2 separate regions of the Mus musculus genome follow, and region 1 is linked to region 2. A link is a contact called in public promoter capture Hi-C data. All regions are on one chromosome and are shown on one strand. The core of a region is the stretch at or near the end of the contact, and the rest is flanking DNA. Distances in the headings are between cores, read along the strand shown. Region 1 holds the start of Trim24 (tripartite motif-containing 24). Region 2 holds the start of Tmem140 (transmembrane protein 140).

Evidence for each region. Promoter capture Hi-C pulls out the DNA fragments that hold promoters and counts their contacts.
Region 1: a contact with region 2 is called in a promoter capture Hi-C map of pre-B cells, with 5 times the contacts expected there. The contact joins the promoter of Trim24 here to the promoter of Tmem140 in region 2. A contact is called at or near these places in 2 of 39 promoter capture datasets (liver and pre-B cells) and 1 of 115 datasets of contacts at active chromatin or transcription factors (extraembryonic endoderm stem cells).

What each region holds. Positions count from the first base shown.
Region 1 is chr6:37,867,932-37,873,604 of GRCm38.p6, reverse strand. It overlaps Trim24 (tripartite motif-containing 24), which reads right to left and starts at 2,794. Exons shown (of 19, transcript NM_145076.4): 1 at 2,131-2,794. The coding sequence starts at 2,494.
Region 2 is chr6:34,860,011-34,865,085 of GRCm38.p6, reverse strand. Tmem140 (transmembrane protein 140) reads right to left here and starts at 1,940. Exons shown (of 2, transcript NM_197986.3): 1 at 1,746-1,940. It also overlaps a transcript of Agbl3 not described here.

The DNA.
Region 1 (5,673 bases), core at 1,545-4,044, 3.0 Mb before region 2:
AACTCCAAGCTATTCACCAAGCAAAAATATCCAATCATTCCCTTCCCTTCGCAAGTCCTCACAGGCTTAGCAGGAACTTGCCACAGCATTGGCCAGATTGGAAAAGGAGTCCTGCCCTCTCCCACCTCTGATGCAGCTAACGGTTGAACCCTGCATTTTCATCTGCATGTCCAATATATCAAACAGAGAATAAACTTAGTTAAGCTTCTGATCTTTAGAACCAACCATGCCCCAGAACAGTACAAGTCAACTATTTGACTCTTGCCCATAGAACCAATTAGTTAATATGAAAAGGCAAGACAGTACTGAGGTTCCCCTATCTTATATTTTGCTGAGACTATTTTAGGTTTGACCAAAGTTTGGCTTCCTTGATGGAGAATATTGTGGAAAATTACCAAAATCTAAGAACCCAAAGTCAAGATACTCTAGCTTGGCTTCTGTTAAACTGGCCACTTGTACAAATCTTCCCCTCCAGTTAACTGCTTATCTTAGCTTCTGTTAAACTGCTTGCTTGCACAAAACCTCCTGCTCGCAACTACAAGGCAAGATAACAGGATATGGTTTTTGCCTCTGAAAGCCCCTTGCAGGGCAGTGGTAGTGCACAATTTTGATCCTAGTACTAGGGAGGCAGAGGCAGGCAGATTTCTGCAACTTCTGATTGAGCCTGGTCTACAAAGCAAGCTTCAGGACAGCCAGAGCTGTTACACAGAGAAACCCTTATCTCAAAACAACAAAAACAACAAAAAACCAAACAAACAAAAAAAAAGCCCCTTGCTCTAAAGATATAAAGCTCTTAATCATAGTGCTGCCACCTTTCAATACACACTTCCTTATGTTGTGGTGGCCCCCAACCATAAAATTATCTTCTTCGGTACATCATAATGGTAATTTTGCTACCGTTATGAATCAAAATGTAAATATCTAGTATGCAAGATATCTGATATGCGACCCCTGTGAAAGGTTCATTCCACCCTCTCAAGGGGTCTGGACCCACAGGTTGAAAACCACTGGATTACATTTGCATTCTAGATACCCGATTGTAATCCAGCTGGCTGGAATACTTTCATTTAGCTATAGACTGAGTGGTGTACCTCTGGTGGGCTTCCTGCAACAATAGAGACCCATGGAAAATAGTTTCCTGTATTTAAAGACTGTTGTAAGAAAAAACTAAATGCATCTAATTCAACAATCCAAGCCAGCAATTGCATCCTGACCTAATAAATATAATTACTTAACAAATTAACTTAAAACAGTTATTCCCTTTAAAAGAGATGTTAAAAGTGTCTGGCTAGCAGGTGCAATGGCTCATGCCTGTTATCTTTACTCTGAAGAAGCTGAGGCAGGAAGATTGCTAGCTGTGGACAATTCTGGGCTGCTACATAAGCCAAACAAAACATACACACACACACACACACACACACAAAACCCAAGAAGCAAGAGAAAAAAGATTTCCCTTCCTCAGTTACTTCGCATTTTAAAGACGTCAATTTGCCCAAATATTTGCAATATTAAAAGTTAAAAACTTCAAGTGTTCTCCCAGAAATAATTACTGCACTTCAAATCACTTTCAACGATTTAAACCTGGTAACATAAGCAAAGGAAACTACCTGTCAAAAACTAATTACCCAATAACACCACAAAAGAGAAAGTAACTTCCAACTACGGCATACAAAACACTTTGGAAGTCTATTTACTTTCTATCGTTTATCGAATCGCTCGAAATAAAATCTCCGAAAGCAGCAGACAACAAAACAACTTATCCCGGTTCCTTTGTCCCCTACGGAGGGGACAGAGAGGGAACTCATTAAGGTAAAAAGCCCGGAACGCACAAGATTCGAAACAGACGGCAGCCAATCTGCAATCAATCATCAAAGAAAATCCCCATCACTTCATCTCCATCCCTTCCTCCCCCCTCCGGCTCGCATAACCCGGGTGTACACGAGCTGATCCAGATCATATGCACCCGGACAAAGCTTTGCGGAGGAGCAGAGAGCAGCTAACTCGCCACAACCGTCAGAGCTCTGCAAAAGTGAGGGACCGCCGAGTCGCTCAGCCGGCGCGGGCCCATTTCACCCCCTCCCCAGCCGCGTGACAGCGGGTCGCGCCCGCCACCTCGCGGGCCCCTCTCACCTTGGGTGGCGAATGGCGAAGGACCACCGGCCGGGGAGCCCGGGGCGGGGGCGGGGGCGGGAGCGGGTGGAGGGGTCTCTGCCGAGCCCAGCGCGGGCGCCGTCAGCATGAGATAGCGCTGCGGCGCGGGCAAACAGCGCTGGCAGAACGAGTGCAGGCAGGGCAGCAGCTTGGGCACCCGGCTCTGGATGTTCTGGTGGCACACGGCGCAAGTGTCCAACAGGTTGAGCCGGGACGCCTCGCCGCCGCTCTCCGAGTCCGGGCCCTGCCGGCTCTCGGCCTCATTCTCCCCGCTCGGCGCCGCCGCTGCGGGGCCTCCGGCCGGAGCCGCTGCCGCCGCCGCCTTCTCCACAGCCACCTCCATTGTCCTGCGGCCGCCGCCGGGGAAGCGGGAGCGCGCTCACCGCCCGCCGCCCCCGACGACCTCCGCAGCCGCCGCCGCCTCCCGCTTCTCCGAGGCCGAACGGACTCGCGGAGGGAGCACAGGGAGGAAGCCACCTCCCGAGTGGCGCGGCCGGAAGACGCGGAGCTGTCAACGGGGACCGGTTCCCGCACCGCGACGCCGCCGCGCGGGCCGATAGGCAAACCGCCACCGAGACGCTCGATTCCGCCCAGCGCGCCCGCCCGTGCCTAGCAGCCTTTCTCTCGGGCCCCTTGGACCACCGCGGGCCCCGCCCCCACCTCCCTCTCCCAGCAACCGCGGCGACTGCGAGCCGAGCGCCATCCAATGACCGCCGCGCCTGCCCAGGGGGCGGGGTCTGCAGAAGCCCGCGAGGCTCGGACGGCCCCCGCGGGAGGTTGGGAGTGGGCGGGGCTAGCCCCGCCGGACGCGAGGACCGCGGCCGCTGATTGGCTCGCTGTGTGTGTGTCTCTCTTCTGTAGATTGTAAAGGAATCATTTGTTAAGGAGCCAGAGCAGGCATCGGGTTCCGCCCGCCGCTATGGCCCCGCCCAAGGGGCGGGGGCTCTGCCCAGTCTACCCAGCCTGATTAATTAAGAAACTGCTTGGAAAACTGCTTTTACTACTGGAGACTTAAATGGGTAAAGGAGTAAGATCGTGGGAGGGCCACGGGAGGATGAAGAAGTAAGTTACGTGCAAACGAGAAGAGACCCAAAACCGGGTTGTATGAGCCCACATTGTGTGAAAGGGGGAGTGTGCAGGCAGCTTTACTCTTTTTGTGGCCTGAATTTATCTCTGTGATGAATTAATGAGAATGATGTAAAGGGGGAGAAATTACAAATTTGTCGGAACTTTAAAAGACCTCAATGGAAAAGGGTGAAATTAATTTTGCTTCTTAAATGAATAAAAGCAGTTAATTTTTTTGAGGACTAAATAAATGATCTGCAAGTGTCCATAGTACCTGAATATTAAACTCTTAAAAAAAAAAAAAAGGCAGACGTGGTAGCACACACCTATACTAATACTCCAGAGGCAAAGGCAGGAAAATCACTACAAATTCAAAGTTATTCTAGGTTTTAGTCAGTGTAAAAGCCTGTCTCAAAAGGGGGGGGGGGGACCTCAATTCTGGTTTTAGAGTTTCAGTATTATATTTCATGTCTTCCTTCTCCCGTGCTTGTTACCGGAAATTCTGGGGAGTCCCATGGGAAGTGCCACCTGTTACTAGGGAAATCAGAGTCCCCTCTTGAGGTTCTTAGTCTCATTAATAAAAGAATTTAAGAAGAGCCTCAAAAGAAGCTGGAGGAAATTTTATTAGAGTTTAAAAGAAAAGAAAGAAAAAAACCAATGCAGGCAAGCTGTAAATCTCAGCAGCTGCCCAGAGGAAGATGGAGAAGTGGAAGAGATGCCATGCCATTTGTGTTAAACAGCCACATGGTTACAGCAGCCACATGGAGGGGAGCTTTAGAGAAAGAGTAAGGAAGCCGAAACTATCAGAGACTGTGTATTAGGCTAACACCCAAAAGAAAAGAGAAGACAAAGAGAAGGTTGGGAGTTTCTGAGACAGAATAGACAGAAATCCTGGAGAATCTCGTGGGGAATCTGGAACTACTGCACTATGGGCCAGGAATTTGGGGGAAGAACACTGTTTATTAAAGAGATTATTCCTCTGTGTCTTTAGCGTGGCTGAAGGTGAACCTGCCTTTCTAAGGGATGGTCCCTTATCCAGGTGATGGGCAGACTCAGCTGGATTAAGGTTTACAGAAGGAGACAATGGCGTGACTCTACCTCAAAGGTAGATTTCATTGGGTTATGATTAGTAGGCAACATTTTTCCTTTAATGGACCTTTAATAAGAATAATAAAAATTACATTTTCAGCCAAAAGCTGCGTAAAAAGCCAAGCTCAGTGGCACATACCTTTAATTCCAGCCTTTGAGAGGCAGAGGCAGGCAGATCTCTGAATTCCAGGCCAGCCTGCTCTACAGAGCCAGGACAGCCAGAGCTACACAGAGAAACACTCTCTAAACAACAAAAAGCTGGGTAAAACCTCATAGAGGTTGAAGAATACTGTGAGAGGAGACAAGCTTTTGAATACACATGAATAAAGTCCATGTGCTCTGTAATTCCCAAAGACTTGAGGAGAAAGACCAGGAACCTGAATAATCCATCGTGGCCACATTTATTAAAGCAACCAAGCAAGCAATTAAAGCAAAAAGTTAAAAACCTATGTACATAGTCTGCCTCCCCCTAAGGTGGGGTTCAAGAGATCATCAGCCTTGAACATGAGAAAGACAAGGTTTTTATAGGTCAGAGGTAGGTTTCCAAATGGAGGAAAGTAAGTGGGGTTGTTACAGTAGCAGAATTTAACAAGGTATTCATAACAACTTTATGAAACAAAGGTAAGGCTAATAGGTTTCCAGTATCAGTTTCTGCTACTTAGTGATCTTCAATGGCTGATAATTTTGTACAGACCACCCTCCCAGCCTATAGCTAGTCTTTGCTACTTTGTGGGTTCTTTCTCCTAACCTTTCCCTCTTCCCAATTTTCACCCCCTTAACACTAGGTAGGAGAGAAACAAGGATAGAGGGGAGAGAGGAATTAGGAAAATCCCTGAAACTAATTCCTTTCCTTTTGTTTCTTCTTTGACCATGGCTACTAACAAACAGCAGCCAACTTCACTAAATGACCAACAACCATCAACTCCACCTTGCAGGGGCCCTAAAGTTTATGTATCCTCTGAAAAGTTCTCAGAATTCCAAACATCACACAATCACAGAAATTATCTGCAGTTGCCAAAACCAAGTCATGGTCAACTGCAGCACCACATCCTACAGCTGGGATTCGAACAAAGGCACATGCTTGTACATTTCTGTGTTTTTTAAAAAGAAACCAAAATTTCAGAATTCTTACTACACCTGCATTTGTAACATATTTTGTGTATTTGAGGATTCTATCTTGGACCAAAATTATTGTATGCACACACACACACACACACACACACAAACACATAACACACACACACAGAGGCATCTTGGGGTTTGGAGAGATGGTTCAGCAGCTGAGTGTTTGCAGCTCTTTCAGAGGACCCAAGTTCAGTTTCTAGCACACATATAAAGGCTCATAGCCGCCTATAACTCCAGAGCCAA
Region 2 (5,075 bases), core at 691-3,190:
AAAAAAAAAAAAAAAAAAAGCTCTGAACTATTTTAGGACATTATGCCATATGCCAAAATAAATTTCACATGGATTCAAGAATGAACCAATATAAAATAAGATCTAGAAAAAAATAAACTCTGATTTATGAATAAGAAAGTACGTTCTGAACTTAAAAGCACATCAAAACTACAAGGAAAACTATAGATTTAGCTATTTTTTTAAAAAAATGGAAATTTCTGTGCACTAGTAAAAACAATACAGAATTAAAAGTCAATGAGCATGGAGAATATCTGCCAAAAATGTGAGATGATAATACACACAATGTATGGAATGTTCATGCAAACATCAAGAAAAACACTGCGCTGTGTGAAACGGGATTCGGTAATACAAACAATTCACAGAAGAATGAACCTAGCAAGAAAAAAAAGATCTGTGTTTTTCCAGTGCCTCCAAGGTACGCTGGGTAACCTTCTTCTCCCTAAAGACTGTAGCTAGCATCCTCAGTGACACTCCAGATGCCAAGACTGGCTTCCTAACATGGTGACTCTGACTCTAAGGTTTGTGTTTTTGGCCAAATGACCCACTTTTACCGCCTTACCCCTAGGCAGTATCATAGAAAGGATGGAGTACTACAATGTCAGGCATAACGGAGGTCAGTTGTGTGTTAGAATGGAGAAGCAGCTTTTAGGAGCCAATTCAAAAGCACAGGGGTGGTCAAGGCATCCCTAGACAGGTGCACAGGAGAGAGAGGAGGCCATGGGTGGTCAAGGCATCCCTAGACAGATGCACAGGAGAGGAGAGGCCACGGGTGGTCAAGGCATCCCCAGACAGGTGCACAGGAGAGAGGAGAGGTGGAGAAAATCAGTCCTGTGGTGTTTCCCAGTGAAGGCCACATTAAAATGTTCCCAGAATTACGTGCTGTTGGTGAAAAGTGAGATTATAGAGCAAGCCACCATAGCCTTAGTAATTCGATAATGTGGGGACTAAAATAGCAGCTTAGAAAACGGGATGTGTGAGGCCTTGCTCCAGGCGCTGACTCTCAGACCTGCGATTAGGAAGACCCAGAGAGGAGGAAATACTGAAAACACACTTCAGCTGTCTCTGAAAGATTTCCCCCCACCCCCCCGTTTTTTTTTTTTTTTCTTTTCTCTCCTATCCAACAACTTGATTTTACAGATTAAAGAAGTGTAATGGGAGTTATTAATCAGCCAGAAAAGATAAGAAAGGAAAGAAAAGAAAAGAAAAGAAAAGAAAAGGAAAGAAAATAAAAGAAAAAGAAAAAGAAAGACCTGTTTCAAGGGACAATCCCCCCTCCATGAGTTTCCTTTGGGGGCTGATATCAGGTCTTAAAATCTTTTATGTCCTATAATTCTCTTTTGGACAAGAACACAGATCTTTTCTTTGTGTTTTTCAAATCTTGGTATCAGTTTGGCTGTAGTGACATGTTTTTGTCTGCCTGCCTACTTCTGGAGAACAATGTGTCCCAAAGCCACAGGTATTAATGGTACAAGCTTCCTGAACACCAGGCTGCATGCAGCTACCTGTGTGTTTCTAACCATTTACAGAGTTTTTGAGGCAGAGATGCACACAGTGATGCTTACGAGCATGGGGGCAGGACAGAGGTGAAAGGTTATATCACTCTCTGGGGAGAGAGGAGGCCACCGACACCAAGCAAAGCGTCCCCCCTTGGTTTGTTGCTAGAATGTGGAGTCTGGGAACTTAAACACCTCTTATCCCTTGTGGAGTTGTGGGGGTGTACTTACAAAAACCAACGCTGGAGCCCAGGAACACTCATCAAAAGGTGACACAGGAAATCAGCGTCTGTCTGGGGAGTCGATCTTCTCCTGGGCTGCTTTCTAAAGTCAGGCTCCAGAAACCAGGGCAGAGGAGAGAAGCTGCAAGCAGACAGCTCAGAGCTCCTGGGCTCTGCCTGCACTCGCAGGCAGTCGCGTTCAAGTAAACAGCTCTGAACTTTGGTACATTTGTGCTGACTGATGTCACTCTCAGCTGATTTCACTTTCGTTTTTTAACTTGCCTGTGTCTTATGACTTTTCAGAAATGAAGAGTGTAAACAACTTGTTGCTCATGGGAGCACATGACCCACAACTGGCGCACCCTGCCTGAGCCAGGTGAGGGTCCCGATTTTACTGTGCGAAAGTTGATACCAGCTTCCAGACCTCCAGGGCATTGCAACTCTTAGAGAAACACGACCCAGAATCTTTCTAGGGAGGGACCTTAGTTCACATGGCCAAGCTTCCAGCCAGTGTAGCTCCTGGAACCTGGGTCCCCTCTTCTCATTCCTTTGGAAGGCACCTATGCCTTGGACTCTCCTTTCAAAACTCAACCGATGATCTTGACTGTGTCTCTAGATTGGAAACTTTGCCGTTAGCAAAGTTATATCTAACAGTTATAGAGCAACAGAAACACTGTGTTCCCATTTCAAAGTAAAAGAGAAAGAAAGCTTTTAGTCTTGAGATCGCAGGGAGGGGACTCTTGCCTCCCAGGCTCACATGATCTCTGCAGCTTCAGAACTGGGTGAGCTTGGCAAAGACAGTAGACAGCTCCCAATAGCGCTAAACCCTTGGCGGCTTTCTCTACTTTCTACATGACACCCTGTACCTAACTGGGTCTTGGTTCATCCCAGGGGTTCCCTTTGCCGCCATGCTAGGTTAGATTTCTTGTTTCTGGGTCCCAGGCTTTTCTCTTTTCTGCTGTATTCACTTTTGGTAGAATAAATTCCAGGTGATTTACTGAGAAATGAGGGACACCAAAGGTTTTTTGTTTTTGTTTTTGTTTTTTTTTTTAATTTGTCAAACTGATATCTTTATTCTATTCTTAAACTTGTTCAAAGTTGGATAGAGTATAGTGTTTTTCTTTAAACTTAATTTTCCCATGCAACCTGGAGGCCGAGTTCCATGTTGTCTGCCTTTCCCGTTGCTAGGAAGTTCAGAGCTGGTCTCCTTCCCACTGTTGTCCTTTCAGCCTTTTGCCTTTAAAAGAAAGTGCCATTTTAATGAGGTCTTGCAAAGAAAAAAAAAATGAAATATCAACCATTTTGCCATTTTCAACTGGAAGCCTAAGTCCTCCACTCCCACCCCACCCCCTCACCCCCTTTGAGACACCACTTTTGCCCCTGAACTTCCTCACACCCTACCAGACAAATTTACTCGGGGAGAGTCTCCGAGCCCTTTGCTCTGATGTCTGACTTCCTGAGACCCACTATCTGTGCTGTTCCTGTGGAGCTGCACTTAGGGACGCTGTTGCCTCTTTTGAATGACGTGGCTCTTCTTAGAGTACTGCTGGTACTCTAGACAGTAGTCTGATCTCTCAGCTTGATGATTCGCTCCCACGCGCATCTTCTACCTTATGAAGAAGCTGGGCAAAGGTGACTGGTTCCAGTATGTCCAGCCTGTAAGGTTGGGAAGAGTCTTTGTACTGTGGTTGGGCGGAGGAGCCAGCCGGTGACTCTAACCTCCTAGTTGTACGTGATTGGAGCACCTTGCCTCTGCAGCTTGGAGGGGGAGTGAAGGGAGAGAGGGAGTCACGGTGGCATGCCTCCTTGCCATTATTATGAGGACTTAGTACCTTTACTTGAGTGTGTTTTTGCTATGTTTGTTATGTGTGTGAGTGCTCACACACCACACAGACACTGTGGTTGTCAGAGGACAACTTGCAGTTGTTTCTCTCTTTCTGCGTGAGTTCTGGCGATTCACTTCACATAATGAGGCCTGGAGCAGGGCTCCTTTACATCCTCAGCTGCTCACTGGCCCTGAAATATGGAGCAGAATCTTAGCAGGGCTGATGTATTTGAAATGGATTCCAGAATGATGGTGCCTAGGCTTTGAAGTTGCCTTTTGTAAATAGTGGTTGTTCTCTGAGGTTTATGGGGTTGCTCTTCTAAAGGACTCTCAGAGCCTTCCCATAATTCAGACGTGCCTGGAAAACAGAGAAGTCTCATTTGGCTGAGAGTTGCTTAGGTAATGGCTCCTTCAGACAATTCCTAGATCAGATAAGGTTTTGGTATGTGGAAATTGACTAGCTAAAAGTACCTTTTGTGTAACAATAAAGAGCCCTGCCCATCCCCCCTAAAAAAAAAAGTTTGGAGTTTAGTCCTTGGCAATTAAAACAGCATATATCTGAGTGATGAATGAGTCAAAGAAGAAATACAGAAAGAATTTTTATTTATTTCAATCCTGGAGTTAAATGGAAATGTACCATGCAGAACCCCTGGGACACGTTATGAGTGATCCTAAGAGAGAAAAAAATTTACAGCTCTAAGAACCTACACTAAAAAATCAGAAAGACCACAAATCAATGGCTTAATGCATCTCAAGAATTGGGAAAAACAGGAACAAACCAAACTCAAATCCAGCAGATAGGAAAAAAAAATCAGAGCAGAAATGAAAGGAAAAAGAATAATATGTAAAGCAGTAAATGTAATAAGCTATATAATTGGACTTAAAGACAAAAACCATATGATCATCTCAATAGGTCTTACTCATCTCTCTCCCACTGCCTAGTTATACCATTTAAAGTCTTTGCTGGTTAATCTAGTTACTGTAAATTCCTGGAAGATCTGATGGAGGTTTTCAAGAGAAGGGAATGTTTGGGTTTAATCTTCAAGGAGAAGCAGAGGCTTTCCAGATGTACTGCTAGGTTTACATAATAAAGATAAGACAGAACGGCCTATGGAAGCGCTGCATACTTAAACATTTTAAGTTAAAATTATAACGTGAAGAGCAGAGTGTGAAAACGGCCTACATATTTTTTTTTTTTGTCCTCTACATGTTAGGTATTTATAGCAAATAAGACACTAGGGGAGGGGTTATTAGATGGCTCAGTGGGTGTAGGCACTTGGTGCCAAGCCTAAGCACATGAATTCCATCCCTACACCCACATGGTAGGAGGAGAACTGACCCCCACAAATTGTTCTCTGATCTCCACTTGTGTGCCATGGCATATGTGACCCAATAGTGCATGAGCATAATACATCCCCACCCACGGAAAGTAAATGATGCAATAAGAGATTTAGAACAGGATACCTGCAGCCATGGGTTGTCTGTGGGCTATGCTGCTGCCAGGGGCCATATCGA